Regions from separate parts of the Drosophila melanogaster genome. Here all the other regions are linked to region 1. Evidence: chromatin contacts called from public Hi-C data. All regions are on one chromosome and are shown on one strand. The core of a region is the stretch at or near the end of the contact, and the rest is flanking DNA. Distances in the headings are between cores, read along the strand shown. Region 1 overlaps Set2 (SET domain containing 2). Region 2 holds the start of Mur11Da (Mucin related 11Da). Region 3 holds the start of CG12177.

Region 1 (3,590 bases), core at 289-2,788:
CCCGACCCCGACCCCCGCCAAGTCGACTTCTCCAACCGAACACTTTCGCATTAATTTTCAAATAGTTAACATTCAGATATCCGGGGGCAATTGCTTGTGAGGTAATTTAATTAATGCGAATTTCAATCGGGCAAGCATTCTGCTGTACTTAGTGTCAATGGATTTATTTCACTTGTTGTTGCAAAAACATTTATGATTTATTTTGCTTTAAAATTAAAGCGACTTGCATTTGGCAAAAAAGTTATAAAAGTCTTATAAATATATTTGAGCATCTCAAAAGTCCACCTACTTTCCTCTTCCTCTCCTCAAGCCACTCAAATCAGCTCAAGAGGCGGTAAGTTGTCCCTGAAGCTGTTGGCCCAAAGTCTGCTGGCCATAATCGAAACTGTAAACTCGTTGGCACTCGTATGTGTTTATTGCATGTCCAGGGGGCCAAATTGGCCAAGGGGCAAGAGGGCAAGGGGGCAGGGGAGCCAGCGGGGGCGAGGGCGGTGTAGATGGGTCAAGAGGTCAGGCTGCTGGCAATTACATTTGACTTGTTGTTCCTGCTGCCCATTGCACTCAAATCATTCTGAGTACTTTCTATTTGAGCAATTTAAACATTTTAAGGAATATACTGTAAAGTATTGTTTTTTTTAATCAATTTAAACAATTGTAATATACATTTTTGTTGACAGACAAAGTTACTCAACTCGTGATAAAAAATAACTCAACAGATATAGATTCAATTTGAAACTAGTGACAATTTCTGCCAGTACACTCCAATCGCCTCCAATCGTAGAGAAGCGCCAGAGATCGGGATCCCTGTTGTCCAAAGGGTAAAGGCTAATTCAATTGCTTAGGCGCTCAATGAACAGAACCAACAATCCGTCTGGCAAATTGCTTAATGCTCCAAGTCACGTGTTCGCCCGCTCACCATATTGCCACCGCTTTGTGCGGTTAATTTGCCACATCGACGTCCGCCACAAATGCACACTGCACCCTCCCCCCCCCCCCCTAACGAAAACCCCGAGATTTGCATGCCCCACTTACCCGTGGCTTTTGCCACATTCCTCCCATCGCTTCCACTGGCCAACAGAGATTGCCGCCGGCAGATACGACCGCCCACAGAGATGGAGTGATTTTTTGTTGGTCTGGTGTGGCTACCCAGTCGATCTGATGGCGAATTTTTAATAACCGAAAAGCGCTCCTCAAATGCCAGAAAAAAAAACCGAACAACAATGCGTATGCAATTGTGTTTTTCACATTAAATCCAACTCAATAGATTATGAATAAATAAAGAATTTTGCGAAACGATACGAAATTTAGTTGAGCAAGTAGTACATAAAAGTTGCTTTTATTCGATAACATTTTAATAATTTAAAAGTTTTGTTATTTAATTTCCAAAATAGGAATATTTTTACAAAATGAATACAATAAATGTTTGAATGAATAATCAAAATGCGCGCCAAGTGGCCAAGCAGTTTGGACTTGCGCCTTTACTGCATGTTAGTAACAGGCAAGCAGTTAACTGCACAATATGATGTATTTTAGTACACAACTTGGAAAGCACTAAGGATAACATTTTAGTACAGCTCTCAGCTACTGTACGCTTTGTGAAGTAAGCAGTTTTACGTGCAAGCAGTTTTCTTATTGGAATGACATACATAACTAGCATACCATCTCTTTTCTTTCCATGTTAATTATTTTATATTTCTTGCTACCAAAATCACAATAAAATGAGAATTTCACAACATTTTATGTTGTTTTATTTATTGTTTGTCAGCTAATAAATGTCGATGAAAATAATAATGAAAATGCGAATTTATTAGAAATTTTAGACAATTTTAAGAAACAAAAAGTATTGTGAATTTTTCCACTTACATCTTACGCCATTTCATTAACTGTACAATTTGGCTGCCCCCACTTAAAACGCTACCCACTACGAGGGGTAGATCGCATCCTAGGGGTCGAATGTGCTTAACTAAATTCGTATCTAAAGTTAAAGTTCTAGTTCCGTGTGGGATTTGGTTCAGGTTCGATTTCTGGTGCCGCAGAAGAACACAATTTCTTGATTTTCTAATCGTTTTCCGCCGGCTTCTTGTAGACGGGCCCCTTTTGCCGCATGTACTGATTGATGAAGTCGTAGGACTTGTGCTTCACAGACTCCGTGCAGGACAGGGGATTCCCGCTGACCTCGCAATACCGCATCTCCTTGGTGGTAATATGATAGCTTAGCTGTTCGGGGAAAGAGAGTCGAGATAAAGGAAATGCGCAGCAAGAAACGAATGTTCACAACTCACCCTATTAACCAGGAACTTGTAGTCCTCATCGCTGGTGATCCGACCCAGCGTGCAGCTCTCCTTGCGATACGGACGCAGGAAATTGGCCACATGCCCGCTTATCTCAAAGCGGAACTTCTCGTGGGCCTCGCGTGCACTGGTTGCGGTCAGGGGACTCTGGGAACTGATAGCACACAGGTAATTAGAATAAGCCCAACAGTATAGCAATCAACCAAACGCAAACTCACCTCTTGACCTTCTTGCTCCTCTGTTCCTGGCGATGCTTCTTCACCGTAACACTCGGTGGCATTGGTAGCTTACGTTTGCCAACCGTCCCCAATCCAGTCGGCTGGGCCACTGCCTTGCCCAGAGCCGCCATGGCGGCATGACTGGTGCTCGGTGCCATGTTCAGTGAATCCTGCTCCTCCTCAGCGGCGGGCTGTTCGATCGCTGCGACTTTAGTTTCTTCCTCGTCGGAAGAGAACAAGTAGGGCTGAATAGGTAGTGCCTTGCCAGGAACAGGAATTTCGTCAACCGCATCCGGTAGGACCTCGATTTTGCGTCGTCGGTAGAGCTCCTTGCGTCGCCGGATCTTCTCCTTGTTCTCCTTGTACTTCCGGGACTCCAACTGATTGTACAAACGATCCTCATCCCGTCGTGGACTAATCAGTCGGATGGAGACCAGTTTACTGCGACGCAGATCACGTCGCTCCCGCACCTTGGCCTCAATATACTGTGCCAGGGACTTGGCACTGAGCGAGCCCACGTAGTCCGTGTCGACCTGAATGAGCTCGTTTTCCAGGACCGCGGGATCGATTTGAAGCTCATGCAGCGGCTGCTGCGTGGTATTCTCCTCCAGCAGCGTCTGAAGGCGCTGTTCCGGACTGGGTGGCTCCCATTGCGATATGCGCTCTCGCAGATTGTAGTAGTAGATGTCACCGTCGCTCGTCACCTGCCAGTTCCAAGCGGGCGGCAGGGGATCCACTCCAGGCGGCAGTTTATACTCGACGTCAGTTGCACCCTGGCCAACATCGATATCGGGTGATAGCAGCGCCTTCGTCAACAGTTCTGTGCGCGGCGGTGCCGGTACGGGCACGTCGTCGCTGTTGAACCACTCGTTAGTATCCGTTTTTTGATAGAAGGGCAACTGCTTGGGATCCGTGTTGATATCAGCGCCAAAGAACTCGCAGCGCAGCTCGTGCTCGAGCCGGTCCTCGGTGCACACGCGCCTCTCAGCCTCATCCAGAGCCACCTTCCTCTCAAACAGACTGCGCCGGAGCTCCTTGGACAGCGTACGCCTTTGCTCGGACGGCGGTCCAATGTCGGACC
Region 2 (3,590 bases), core at 462-2,961, 450 kb after region 1:
TGTTATAACTTTAAATATGGTACTTACAGCAGCCGGGTTAATTGTTGTAGATGTTTCAGTGGATAATGTTGTCGTTGATGGGGCATCTGTAGTTAATGTGGTTGTGGAAGAATCTGTTGAAGATGTTGTGGAAGGTTCCGAAGTCGTTGTTTTCGAAATCAGGGTTGTTGTTACTGTAGACGATTCGGCAAGAGTGGTGGGAACGGTCGTAGTTGTCGTAGAAGATTCTGTTGTTGTTGGATCTTTTGTAGTTGTTGTGGAAGAAACCGTCGTGGTCGTTGAAGGTTCTGTTGTTACGGTCGTTGTTGTTGTAGATGAGGAACTTCTGTTGGTTGTCGTTGAAGGTTCGGTTGTAGAACTTGTTGTTGATGGGTCCGTTGATGTTTGTGATTTTGTTGTTGTTAAGAGGGTCGTTGTTGTCGTTAGATCTGTATTTGTAACACGTTCTGTGGTTGTAGTAGACTCTGTGGTTGTTGTTGGTTCTGTGGTTGTTGTGGGCTCTGTGGTTGTTGTTGGTTCTGTTGTTGTTGTGTTCTCTGTGGTTGTTGTTGGTTCTGTGGTTGTTGTGGGCTCTGTGGTTGTTGTTGGTTCTGTCGTTGTTGTGTTCTCTGTGGTTGTTGTTGGTTCTGTGGTTGTTGTGGGCTCTGTGGTTGTTGTGGGCTCTGCGGTTGTTGTTGGCTCTGTAGTATTAGATTGTTCAGTGATTGTGCTAGCTGAATCTGCAATTGTGGTTGTTGTAGATTCAGTTGTTCTTGCTGGTTCTGTTGATGTCGTGAGTTCGGTGGTTGTTGTTAATATTTCTGTAGATGTTGATGGTGATGTAGTTTTAGTAGTTGTTGTTTGCTCTGTAGATGTTGTTGTTCCTTCCGTAGTTGTTGTTGTGGAAGCTTCAGTGCTTGTTGTTGTTGTAAATGCCGCATTTGTTGATGTTGATGGTTCAATTGTAGTCGTCGTTGTAGATGCCTCCGTTGTTGTGGTAGTGGTGACAGGAGCTTTTGTGGCGGTCGTAGTTCTTCCGTAACATGGCTTTGTTATTTCGGGCCGTCTTGTTGGATAGTACCAATAAGGAGGTCTATAACTGACGGGGGGACTTCTAGGTGGTGCTTGGGGCCGTTTAAATGCCCATACCGGATAAGGAAGTTCATAGTCTTGAACTGGCCCATAAGAATCTGATGACGGATATGCGTCGTAATGTTCAATATTTTTCGGATTTTGGGTAAAACTGGGTCTTGGAATAGGCGATGAATAGGCCGAAGGCTGCGATTGAGCCACTAACAAGCTCCGGTGATTGAAATAGTAGCCAACATCAACAAGCTTCGTCCGTGGAGGCGACGGTTGGCAATAAATCGGTTCTGTCAATTCGAATACTATGTGAACAAAATAAACAACACATTATTTAACAATGATTTTATAGTCTTATTATATAATTATAAGTCATGGTATTTAAACTGCTATAATACTTACACTCTTGTCCACTGAATATCATCTTCAGGTTGTAGTCGTTAAAGTCACAAATGCTCTCAAAGCTGCGATAACAATGTCCACTTTTGCCACAGACTCGGGGACCACAGGGTCGTTGGTTGTATCTCGGAATGTTTCCGGGATCTGGAAATCTCAGGTAATCATCCCCATGTCCTTGAGACAAGGTCAAAGCTGTAAGCAGGACAGTAAAGGCAAACGCTCTCAACATTGTAAAGGTCGGTGTGTAACTGATGACTTCACCTTACCCTTCGACAACTATTTATACGACCGACTTGTTCTTCTCAAAGGTAAATCTCTGGAGAAACAACAATGACTACAAACAACAGCCGCAGACGGCGTCTGTCTATCGGAACTATACGTGCCAGACCAACATTTCCATTGTAACCACTAGAAATTCAAACAAAAAAGGTATATATAAATAACACCTTCTCGAATTTTCTTTCTTTGGTCTCGTCTCAGTTGCCTGGCCGTGGTTCAGATATAGAGTCCCCCATATTTTTTGAATCGGAGTACAACGAAACAATTTTAAATCGAAACCCCCGCAATCTAAAGTAAAAAGCACTGCTTGTCACAATGCTTTAGCAATTTGCACTGCTTATGCCAAAAGCTCTGGAAGCAGTGCAGCAAACGTTCTTGGTTGAAAAACTTGATAAAACCTTTCACCGTGGTTTTTGGAATAATTTTGTGGTTTGAGATTTTATATTTTTTGCCAGCACAACGTGCTGTTGCTACTTAAACAAGCCATTTTCAAAAGACCAAAAAAAAACTTTACTTTACTTATGTATAACAGTTTTCGGCAAGCAGTGGGACGAGAACTGCTTGCCCATTTGAATCCTTCGCGTCGGTTTTCCTAGCATCGTTGTGAATTTTTTTATTCACTTGCCAACCGGTTGCTGTGGCGAACACAACGGTCGCGGGATTCGAAGTCCGTTCTCAATTTTTTTTTGTTAGTTTCAAGTGTTGTGAATTTTAGCGCGTTACTCGGCAATTTGATCGTTTTTAGGATTCGGCAGTCAAGACGCCAACATCGAGTCGTAAACTTCGATCGAAACATATTAGTACGTGAGGCACCCCGCCGTCGAGGTAAACAGAGAACATTAAATTACATTTAATTGCACGCTTCATTCGGCAAATTTCCTTAATTCGTGTGGCTTTTCGCTGTGTGAGTATTGTTTATTTTACGCGATACACATATTGCTCATACGCCATGGGTTCCGGAGGAAAACAATCATCCTGTCATGTCCAAAAAATCTCACGCAAATACAACCGCGTGCGCACACACACATTAGAAGCGTATTTATTTTGGGTTGAAATAAAAACAGAATATAAAAAGAAGACGGTCACTGCAACTAAATGATTTATTCAGGAATCGCATAAATGTATGCCCCACTCGTGTCCTTTTTTTTTTATGTCAAAGGCATTCCGCCTGGGGATTTATCAATCTGGTGGGCAATCCTTTGCCATGCTCTAAAATAGTCCCCTTTTTCATTTCGCATTGCGCATCCGCCGCGTTGGCCGTTTCGTTTGCCTGCTGATTTCATGGTGCGGTTTCTGATTCAATTAGCAGTGCGCAGGATAGCATCCTTGTGTCACACACAAACACGTGTGTGTGTGTGTGTTTGTGTTTATGCACAAGTATTTGTTACTGCCAGGCTTAAGGCTAAGACCCAAGACAAATTCGCCCATGACTGGCGATTGTGTGGCAGCAAACAATTGCAATATAGCTGCCCCAAAGTGTGCAATAAGTTAGTTATGCACGTAGCGAAGCCAGCTGATTTATGTGCTGCCATACCGAGAACTTCGACGGGTTTCAACTCAGTTCAGTTCCGTTTCCATTTCAATTTCCATCCCACCAGCCAAGTTTCAAGACACATTCAAAGCCGGCTTTCCGGCAAATGTCCGTATGTCTGGATAAATTGTGTCGAATTTTACATGTTCATCATGGACATTGCATCGCAAAATGCAACCGCAATATTTGAATATTTCGAGTTCCATTAACTTTAAAGATATAAAATAACATAAATATTTAAATATTGTGTAAAGAATATAAGTTTCTGGCTCTTTAGGATTCTATAATGCTCGTGGCTTCCTCTCATTTCCCATCTACA
Region 3 (3,590 bases), core at 791-3,290, 260 kb before region 1:
TTGATTTAAGCTGATTTTAAGCTGAGTATTTCGAGTTTTGAGATCTTGCTAAATTTGGAAGAAAACAATTAAATTCACATTAAAATCCCATTTAATCGCATTTATTTAGGGCTTAAGCATAATAACCTTCGGTCTTAAAAATGTTCATTATTTCAACACTCGCGAATAAGAAAATAGACTAACCAAATAGAGCATAGTCGTTTAATGACTTAAGTGGGTGGGTGTTCCACGTTCATTTCCAACTACTTACTTATATGGGATGTACTCTCGTCGCGACATTCTAGATTCTATAGTCTAGATTACCTCAAGTGTCGCAAGTGGGCGCTTCTCACCATGTGACGACCTGCCGCAACTTGATTACCATTGTTGCAACCATAGTGATTCCAGTTGCCCTTCGGATCCCGTCTCTTGTATTCATTGAATTAAATTGTAAATTGAATTCTTCCCTTCTTATTCAGCAGATTGCCATAGAAAGATTTCTGGGGGAAAGTCTTGTTGATAGGGAAAAATAATTCGGACAAAACTATTATAGCTTATCTTGTATGTACATATGTACTTAAGATATACCTATGTACTCTTTATTGGGATTATTATTTGTTATTATTTTATTATAGTTATCGTTGGCAAACAGCTGTATAAGCAATAATTTCCTTAGCTATATCACAATATTTCACGAAGTTATGATGAAAGTTATGATCAGTTGGAATATCTGTTTTTGAACTGATTATTATTTGTTATTATTTTATTGAAGGTATATATTGGCAAATAGCTGTATAGGCCATAATTTCATTAGATATCTGTTCAATCTGTTCAAATATCTATTTTTGACAAAAGTTAGTTTCCCGTTTTTTTTTTTAGCAAAAAAACACATGTTTTGCCATAACATAAATGGGAAAATTTAGAAATTTTAATTTTTTGCAATTTTTGTTACCTCTTACAAAAAACAAACAAAAACTTACCAAAAAATCAATACATGAAAATCCTGAAAAAAGTGATCCAAATCTTTAGAAGTGGTAATTAGCTACATAAAACAGTTATTTATTAACCAATGTGCGCATTTTAAGCCAAGTTATGAAGAAAATAGCAGTAGTAAAAATCGAATTCTTGGCTTTTCGGATTTTTTGGCCAAAACTAATCAGTTTTTTAGCCATAACATTCAAAATATTCGTCCAAATATGGAGTGGCATACCTCGTTGAGTTCGCAATTCAATTCCCTATCGAATTGCATTCAAATTTGGGAATTTTAATTTTTTCCAATTTTTAGCAATTTTTTATGATGATACCCCTTACAAAAAATGGAAAAATTCACCAAAAAATAAATTTTTCCAAACTTTTCAAAAAATGATAGGGATGATTAGAATGGCCAAAAAGGAGCATAAAATGGTAATCTTTTTTGCTGTGTGACCATTTTTAGTCAAGTTATACTCAAAAAAGTGAACTTTAATATTGAATTTTTTGCCTAAAATCGTTTCTCTGATTTTTGTGAAAGACATAATCGTTGTTTTGATAAAAAATATTTAAGATAATAGCCCAAATATGAAATGTAATACCTCGTTGAGTTCGTATTTCCAATCGAACTGCATTCAAAAACAGGAATTGTAATTTTTAGCCAATTTTTGGCAAATTTTGATGAAATCTACCCCTTAAAAAAATGTAAAAAAATTACCCAAAGTGTTTATTTTCTAAATCTAAAGCATTGGTAAAAATCTATATAAAACTGTCATTATTTTCGTCGTATGATCATTATTAGCCAATTTATGATAAATAAAACACCATATATCCCATCGATTTATATTTCCTTTTAACGGTAATCAAGGAAACTCCGACCGCCCAACGGGTAACATCTGCTTAAGGAAAGGGCATTCGATGGCCGACCAGATGGGTGACAGTATTCCCACACATCTTATCCGTTTGTCCCGTTCTCGCTGGGCGCGAACGTGAAATACAGCACAGATATGAATTGAATTGCACACATGGTGACATACCACCGAGTATCGCTATCGCCCACCGCACATGTCAGCTGCTCAGTTTAGTTTAGTTTAGTTGAGTTTAGTTGAGTTGAGTCGGAGAACGAGCGTTATGAAATTCCGTGATATGGTGCTCTGGTAATACCCATGCCCATACCCATGCCCCAGAACCATAACCAGAGCCAGAGGCACACTCATAACCGAGGCGAGCCGATAGACGAAGTCCGGCGGCGGAGGCGACCAGATGATTGCCGTATGTGCATACTATATGGGTAGTCCGTAGTCCGCTGTTCGGGCACATTCAACAATTGCCGGCGATGGCGGACGGACGCATAGTGGAAAACGGCAGAGGAGGAGGCGGTGAAGGAGTAGCAGCAGCACCATCGCCCAGATACGCGATCCTCGACTGTGATGGGGGTAGCGACGATGCCTGGGCACTGCTCCTGCTTCTGCATGCGGCTAAGAGCCATGGGATTCATCTGCTGGCCATCACCACAATGGGATGCGGCAATACCAGCAGGGAGAATGCGGCACGCAATATGCGACGGATTCTGGATGCCTGCAAGCGCACAGATGTAAATATAAATAAACTCAAGTGCACAGAGAGAAAAATTCGATATTCGATTCGCAAGTGATTTGTGGTTTTTATTTTAAAATAACATAATATTGCCTAGAAATCTCAATATCAGGTGTGTAAATGTTTTTTTTTTTTGAATTCTTTGTGACAAACCACATATTAGTTCTTGCCTACTTAATATATTTAAAACTTTACAATCAAAAACGCAAGCCAATACAATGTGAACATCTTTTGTTTAAGTGTCGTGTGTGCAAATATTTAAACAAATCAGTATTGTACAAATATTTATTTATGAACATGTGCGAATTGGATTATATATTTTTTTTTTAAGAATTAAAAACAACGCCACATTAGCTTATATAAAAATAATAATTAGCATTGCTTGGCGTTTAATATTACGTGACATTTTTAACGTTTTTCTTGTTCCGATTGCTTAAAATGTTGATTTCACACCGTTGGGAAATTCCAAAACGCCATTCATTGTCGCAAAAACTATTCGAATATTTGAATAGAAATATTTTTGAATTTTTCTTTCTTTTTGAAATTATTTCGCTTTTTGCATTTGCATTTGACCATTGTTTATCAATTCCAGATTCCCATATACCTGGGCGCCGTAGATGCCCTCATTCCCTCTCTGGAGGATGAAAAAAAGTATTTCCATGGCCGCGACGGATTCGGTGACTGTCTCACCGACGACTGCGCTCTTCAGTTGGAGGACATCGTGCAGGCGGAGCACGCAGTGACAGCCATCCATGATCTCTGCCGTTCCAGGCCCAAACAGATCACCATATTTGCCGTGGGCCCGCTGACGAATCTTGCCCTGGGCTATACGATGTACGGTCCGGAGTTTGGGAATAACTTTCGTGATCTGTTCATTATGGGCGGCAACTATCAGGGCGTGGGCAACTCCTCGCGTTCGGCGGAGTTCAACTTTCACTCGGATCCGGAGGCGGCGCACACGGTGCTGCTGAGGACACGCTGTCCCATCACCATACTGCCGTGGGAGGCCTGCCTCCCGGAGAGATTCAATATACACATTGTGAGTT

Evidence for each region. A called contact is a pair of places that touch in the nucleus more often than the background predicts.
Region 2: a contact with region 1 is called in a Hi-C map of the Kc167 cell line, with 2.9 times the contacts expected there. The contact joins the promoter of Mur11Da here to the enhancer-like site in region 1. A contact is called at or near these places in 8 of 107 Hi-C or Micro-C datasets (the Kc167 cell line, the S2 cell line, cellular blastoderm embryo and 3 more).
Region 3: a Hi-C map of the Kc167 cell line shows a contact between it and region 1, with 6 times the contacts expected there. The contact joins the promoter of CG12177 here to the enhancer-like site in region 1. A contact is called at or near these places in 6 of 107 Hi-C or Micro-C datasets (the Kc167 cell line, the S2 cell line, pupal leg imaginal disc and 1 more).

The regions. Positions count from the first base shown.
Region 1 is chrX:13,419,224-13,422,813 of dm6, reverse strand. It overlaps Set2 (SET domain containing 2), which reads right to left. Exons shown (of 4, transcript NM_132660.4): 2 at 2,510-3,590; 3 at 2,283-2,445; 4 at 1,790-2,217. The coding sequence ends at 2,059. Among named protein-coding and RNA genes, the nearest start is that of Set2, 7.8 kb to the right of the region's middle. Within about 2 kb of position 1,538, at least 33 of the 39 cell types and tissues checked have an H3K27ac peak or open chromatin away from gene starts, as enhancers often do. A contact at or near this core is called in the Kc167 cell line, the S2 cell line, cellular blastoderm embryo and 4 more, where this site is marked.
Region 2 is chrX:12,966,009-12,969,598 of dm6, reverse strand. Mur11Da (Mucin related 11Da) reads right to left here and starts at 1,711. Exons shown (of 3, transcript NM_167344.5): 1 at 1,465-1,711; 2 at 28-1,367. The coding sequence starts at 1,690.
Region 3 is chrX:13,678,848-13,682,437 of dm6, reverse strand. It overlaps CG12177, which reads left to right and starts at 2,040. Exons shown (of 3, transcript NM_132683.2): 1 at 2,040-2,542; 2 at 3,137-3,583. The coding sequence starts at 2,285.